Regions from separate parts of the Mus musculus genome. Here region 2 is linked to region 1. A link is a contact called in public HiChIP or PLAC-seq data. All regions are on one chromosome and are shown on one strand. The core of a region is the stretch at or near the end of the contact, and the rest is flanking DNA. Distances in the headings are between cores, read along the strand shown.

Evidence for each region. HiChIP or PLAC-seq counts read pairs in DNA pulled down with a chosen protein or histone mark.
Region 2: a contact with region 1 is called in an H3K27ac HiChIP or PLAC-seq map of microglia, with 7 times the contacts expected there. The contact joins the enhancer-like site here to the promoter of Unc79 in region 1. A contact is called at or near these places in 5 of 39 promoter capture datasets (the HPC-7 cell line, cranial neural crest, liver and 2 more), 4 of 484 Hi-C or Micro-C datasets (cerebral cortex, embryonic fibroblasts, forebrain and 1 more), 5 of 115 datasets of contacts at active chromatin or transcription factors (embryonic forebrain, embryonic stem cells, forebrain and 2 more) and 3 of 9 other capture datasets (adipose tissue, embryonic stem cells and pancreatic islet).

The regions. Positions count from the first base shown.
Region 1 is chr12:102,947,065-102,950,567 of GRCm38.p6, reverse strand. Unc79 (unc-79 homolog) reads right to left here and starts at 1,709. Exons shown (of 49, transcript NM_001081017.2): 1 at 993-1,709. The coding sequence starts at 1,014.
Region 2 is chr12:103,038,193-103,041,479 of GRCm38.p6, reverse strand. The region is part of intron 7 of Unc79 (unc-79 homolog); the gene reads right to left. Among named protein-coding and RNA genes, the nearest start is that of Unc79, 91 kb to the right of the region's middle. Within about 2 kb of position 1,954, at least 11 of the 459 cell types and tissues checked have an H3K27ac peak or open chromatin away from gene starts, as enhancers often do. A contact at or near this core is called in microglia, where this site is marked.

The DNA of each region.
Region 1 (3,503 bases), core at 460-2,959:
TCTAGATACTCTTGTATGAAATACCAACTGATTGCTTATTAAAAATGATCGTTTATTTACAACCCAAAGCTTAAGTTTCTGAATCCCTCAAGTGCTCTCAGGTAAACAATCAAATCAACCAACCTACCAAGTACATACCCAAGGCCTACTAGTGCACATTGCAATAGGAGTTACTATGGGGACCATGCTGGAAATGTCCTCCGTCCACATGGAGTTACCATGTTGTTACCAGCCAAGCACAGAGCCAGTCATTATTGGTACAACCAAATTCCTCCTGTGCTATTAGAGTTTGTGGAAGCTGCCCTACAAAGAAAGCCTGCTCTTTGGAAAAATCATTAGATCAATTAGATCATTTTCCCAATACCCCTTTCACTCTCTTGTAAGCCCCCACACAGTGGAGGTTAGTTGCTCCAGGGGAGCAGTGTTGCTATGCACGAGTTAATTTTCTTTATACTGAATGCAGAATTCAGCCTGCTCTCTGTTCCCTCCCCCCTCTCTCCCTTCTTGCCTCTTCCACCCGAAGTGGAAACTGCAGACTCAAACTCCCCGATGGCTCCAGCACCAGGAACTGGGCATGCTCAGAAGGCCAGGCAGGCTTTGGTTGCAACTGACAGTTCCCCGCCCCTGATTTGCCGCTGCCCCCCTTCCCCCACTCCAACAAGAGATACCGAAATGTTTATCTGAAAGATACGAGGCCTCTTTTTCCCGAGATTGACCCCATTTTAATTTCGTCTCGCGGGGTCTTCGGTCTGGAGAACCCCACTGCTAGCCCCAGTAGACTGCATTATTTTTCAGCACCGGGGACAGCGCCGCGCTGCCTCCGCCGTCCACCCTCCCCCACCTCCTTCCACCCCCCACCCGCCACCCGCCCCAACCTCAGCCCCCACCCCCGCACCAGCACAATGCCAAGGTCTCCCAGCAGCCGCAAACGCCGCAGCTGCGATAGCTCCCAGCCGGAGGCCGGGCCGAACGCCGGGCCGGCTGCTACTTACACTGCTCCGCTTTGGTGGACATGGTGCTGTCCAGATGGAAAGGCTTTGCCCCAAAATCTGTGTCGTGTGAGCTCCCTCGCTCCGCCAGCGATGTTGCGAGGAAAAGAGCGCATACCCCCCACCCCCCACCCCCTCGCTTTCCCCCTCCCTTAGGCCCGTGTCGCTACCATTCGGACAAAACGCACATCAAATTGCAGAATTCGGTCCCGGAAGGTTAGGAAATCGCCCCCGGAGAAATGGGTGGGATTTAATGGGCGGCCAAAGGCTTCCTGTCCGTCCCCTCCTGGAGCTGCCCGCGTGGATGTGGGCGGGGAGACCGAAAGGAGAGAGCGAGCTGCGGCTCCTGGTGAAATGGGAAAATGGGCTCGACCGGGGGAGGAGTATTTCCATTCATAAGGCGCACGGAGGGGCCGGGTGTTTCCCAGAGAAAAGCCTCTTAAAGTGCCGGAGTCCCCGACCATTTGGATCTCCCCATTGGCGTTCTCCAGGCCCGTAGATCCTGCGAGCGAAGCAGCCCCCGGCGCCTCGACGCGGTGACCGGAGAGGAGCACAGGTGCGTCCCACGCGCGTCTCAGCCTCCGGGAGGAAGGGCAGGGAGGCGGATCCGGGGCGGGCTGCACACAGCCGGGCCGGAGGGCGACGACAGTGCTCCAGAGGACTGCGAGGAAGGAAATGGAGAAGTAACCCTCTGCATGGCTTCCCGGCGTGCTGCGCTCCGTGCCCTCTGCCTCCCCTGGCGGATGGGCTCTCCTGCTGCTGAGCAGCGATGGGAGGTCCCAAAGCCAGGGGGCTGTGAGAAGACTTGAGGGGGTGTGGGTTGGAGCTAGGGAAAGGAGGAGATTTCCATAGATGGTAAAGGTGGAAGGTCCACAGAAAAGGAAGAGGAGAAACTGGAGACAGAAAGAACCCAGGTGTGCTCCTCGCAAGCAGTCCAGGCTGGGCGCCTGGGAGAAGCCCCTCTCTCTGCTGGGAAGCAGAAACCAATGGAAAAGGGGAGCGATCAAAAGGGCAACATGCATATTAATAGGAAGACTCCTGGAGAGTCCACCTCAAAGTAGAAAAGCACTAGAAGCCTGGGTTTAGGAGAACCAGATCCCAGACTCTGTTCCATTGCTTGCTATCCGTAAGCCTATGGTTCTTCATCATCTGTAAAATGGGAACAATAAAATCCGCCCTGCCGCCCGGAATCAATGGGCAGTGGAATAATACAACGGAAACAGAAAGACTAACTGCCAGTCATTAGAACCAGTCTTCACTCAAATCGTTCATTTGGAAAACTGGGCGGGGTGCGGGGGTGGGGGTGGGGGACAACAAGCATAGCAAACTGGTTTAGCAAAAGCAATAGGAACTGTAAGTTGATGAGCTATTTTTAATATGAAGAAAATCAATGTTCTTCCATCTCAGGAAGAATGATATGTAGGTTAAGGAAATACTAGTAAATTCCCTGAGAAAAGTACTAATTATCCAGATCTTTGACTATTAAAAACAAAACACTGGGAACAATTATCAAGGTATTCCAAGTGGCCTAGAAAACAGACGTCTAGGGAGCTGTCCGTGGTGCAAGTACTGTGGAGCTGTTTGACTGCGAACAAGGGGAAGGGATTTGGCGCCTGAGGATGCCCCTCCGACTGCATTCTTGGTAGGTAGCTTGAGGTACCTGCCCAGAGACCATCGCGCTCTACCACTGCTTACTCCCCAGACCACAGCCCCGTCTCAGGGAAAGACAAATGATTCTTTGAAGAACGACGGCGAACAGTTCATCTTGAGTAAATAAAATCAAAATACATGGAAGTGGTTCTGAACAAAATATGAATATAATGAACATTTCTGAGAAAATGACAAGCGTTTTGTGTGATTAGAGGAAAGCTCAAGGATTTATTCCAAAATTTCTGGGAAGCTGGAGGCATTAATAAAGAAAACAGTAATTGAAATTTGAAAGAAAAAAAAAGTAGCTTGGACAAACACAGAACAAAGGAAGAAATACGTCTTGGAAATAATTCCCCCACCCCCTGCCTGATGTTGCTGCTGTTTGTCACTGAACATCTATCTCTACATTGAGAACCAGCTGCTGCTGAGGTCGTGCCCACCCGGGGGAATCCCGATCTGGGTTTCAGACCTGCCTCTTGTGCTCTTACGACCTTTCACTTTCTTATGCTTTGATTTTTCTCATCAAAACAAAACAAAACAAAAAAAAAAAACAGTATGGTGATAGTCCTATCAAAAGTTGTTGTCAAGATTACATGAGTATACTCATGAGAGTCCGGAGCTTCCAAGCACACTTGAACAGCAGTTGTTGTTGGCAGTGCTGCTCAGAATGCCCGCAGGCCTCCAGTCTATTTGGATCAGTTCTCTTCTTGTCCCTTTCAAAGTCCTTAATCATACACACCATTGACACTATTCCTCAGCCTTGACTCTCACTACTTCAGGCTTGACTTGTGAGGGTTAATTCACCAGCCCGGACAGTCTCCACACCCAGTTTCTCCATACCAGCACAAGCTCCGACTTACTCCT
Region 2 (3,287 bases), core at 705-3,204, 91 kb before region 1:
ACACAGGTCCCTAATTCAATATATAAAGAGCAGGGGGAAAAACAAGCTCGTGTCTCTAGCTGCATATGTATCAGACGAAATAGTATTCTAATCACAGATTCATATCTGCTTTAAAAGAGAAAAAAATGAGTAAATAAATGAAAATCACTCGAGTTTAGGCATTATGTAATAATCATATTCATCTCCAATTGGTAGTAAATAAATAAAAATCACTTGCATTTAGGTATTATATAATAATCACATTCATTTCCAATGGGTAGTAAAGACAAGGTGACTTAGAAGAATGGTGGTATGTTTCCTTTTGCAATCAGGAAAACTTCACAACCACCTTTAGACTGTACACTGCTGCAAATACTTGCAACAAACGCCTTATTTCTCCAACCCAAACTCATGAAAGACACAACTCATCCATTACAGCATTCTTCCTGCTGAGTTTCATAATGAATCTTAAATCCTTCTTTCCACTGAACTCCAGTCACCACAAGCCAGAGCAGGCTGGCATACACAGTGGCATTTGCTGACCTCTCTGAACCCATCTATTATGAGAATAGGTCATATTTAAAACATGTCAGCTGCTGTGGCACTGGTGGAAACAGATTAGCATATGCAGCAGCCATGACATTAGATCAGGGCTCTAATGACCTCTATTCTGTGGATGAGGGAAATGTATGAGAGGACCAATCCCTTTGGTTTGTTTTTTATTTTTTCATCCATTTTTACCATGCCACTGAGCTAAGAACAGGTTCTAGGATAGTCCCCTTAAGTCATTTTTCAACTTTGATGGGAATTATTGACCCACAGTTCATAGACGCTCAAGAGGTTGTAGTCAAGACTCAGCAAAGGAAAAACACATCAAAACTTATTAAAATCAAATTGATGGGGGAAAAGCCGAAAACTTTTAAAGCAGCCATTAAGAACAAAAGATACCTCACTAATAGAGGGATAAAGATAAGAACAATCTCTGACGTTCTCTTAAAAACAATGCAAGATGGGACATAGAAAGGTTAAGCTCAAACTGATCTCGAAGCATCCTGCCTTCTGGCTACCCATCATAGTGCCAGGGCAGGGTGGGGTGGGGTAGAGGCTATGCAGACTGCTGGGAGAAGCTCTCAACAGCAGTCAGACCCAGCCCTGGGCCCTGTGTACAGTCCTAATGAGCCAGGGAGCATGCAACTAGTGCCAAGTCTGTTATGAGTGTAGTCATCCACTTCCTGATTGCATTTAAGGCCCACTCCACAGGAGGAAATTCACATCTGCTACTGTAAACACAGCCAAAAGCCTGCAGCTGAGATTGTGGTGGAGGGTCAGAAGTGCTAGTGGGAAAGCTATAGCTGTTGTTTTGGGTTTTGTTGTTGTTGTTTATGATTTATTTTTATTTATGTGCATTGGTGTTCTGCTTGCTTGTACGTGTGTGTGTGAAGGTGTCAGATCCTCTGGAACTGGAGTTATAGACAGTTGTAAGCTGTCATATGGGTGCTGGGAATTGAACCTGGGTCCTCTGGAAGATCAGCCAAGTGCTCTGAACCTCTGTGCCATCTCTCCAGCCCCTGTTGTCTTCTTAAATGCACATGATGTGCCCATCAAAGTGCCTTCAAAATAACTACGTTTATGTCCATAGGTTAGTGCTGCCATCAGCTTTGATAGGAGACATTTTCATTTACAATGGACAGAGGTAATTAGAAAGACTCATAACTGATGTATGAGTAAAAGTGATGAGAAAAGGTGGCTGCTGAATGCTCAGCTGTAACCAAAACATCTATAGCACACACATAGGCACACACACACACACACACACACACACACACACACACACATACACACACACACACACACACACACACACACACACGCGCGCGCGCGCGCGCGCACACACACACAGCAGGCTCAAAGAGTATCCTTGAAGACAGGGCAGAGAGAATGTAAGAGCTGAAGAAAATGGGGAAGTGGTGGGGAACACTGACTTCTGGGTCCAATAAGGATTGCACTCACAACAGCAGTGAATATCTGCAAGGGAAAGATCTGCAGCACAGGACTGAGCCTGTCAACAGCTTGTTGTGGAAGGGAAAGAGACTCTTAAGGCTGAGGGTTTATACCCTGTTAACGGTTGACAGGAAAGGGAGAAACACTTCCCTGAGTGGTATAGCCACTGATCAGGTTCCTGTGCTCCTGCAAGCAACGCCATCCCCCCACCCCGCTGCCCAGCCTCCAACCCCGCACCCCTCCCCTTGCACCTGTAAGAAACCCTCCTGAACTCATCAGAGAAAAGGCTCTGAAGCAGAAGAGGAGCTGGCTGGGAAAAGAAAGGGAATCAGCGGCAGGTGGAAGAGAAATAAGAGACGGTCATGGGGTGAAGGAAATGGGAAAATATCAGAACGTGTGTGAACACAACAAATGAAACAAACCCACTGTTGTATATAATTAATATGCTCTTCAAATATACGCTAGAAGGCACTAGAACCACATCTTTGAAGGGCTAAAAGAAAAACATCTCAGCTTAGAATTCTACACCTAATAAAACTATTCATTACAAACATATACTAAACCAAGGCTATCTGGGATAAAGAAGAAAAGATGCAAGGGGCCAAGTGAAACATGTTCTTCTGTCAGCAAGTAAACCTTACTTCCTCATCTGAGGGTAGACAACAGTGCTAAGGCGCACCAGCCTTAGAGAAAACGTTTTAAAAAGAAAGAAAAATCATTAACCCAGCATAGAAATAAAATTAAATATTAAAAAGTTAGCCCCAAAAGTTGTTATAGTCATAAAGAACAAATGGTCTAGTCATAAAGTAAGGGGCCATGGTAAGTCTGCCCTTCTCAGCCATCACACTGTGAACGACCTAGATAATAGGCACGTTGCAGGTAGATGTTCTAAAAGGTAGGAATTATGAAATGAGATTCTTCCAGAAAGCATGATTCTTATTGTGTGCATGTGAGAAACACTCAAAATATAATAAAAACTCTGCCATGTAAAACACTCATGCCCAGAATCTAAAGTCTCCACAGAAATGTCAGGCAAGCTGACCCCAGGTCAAGAAATATGAGCAGAAAAAAAAAAATGCAAAGGGCCAACAGAGCAAGGCACAGAACAGCCCTAACTGTGAGCGGGTTTAATAGACAGACCGAGGAAAGGAATCCGTATTCTAGCTGTGAGTTTCAACAGCCTTCTCTCATTCACTATTCTGATAAAATGAATGAACAGAAAGTCAATAAAATTGTGCAAATGAAACAAGATTAATAATGACAGGATCCTTCATACACCTCCCCAAATCCATGTTATTTTAAACTAC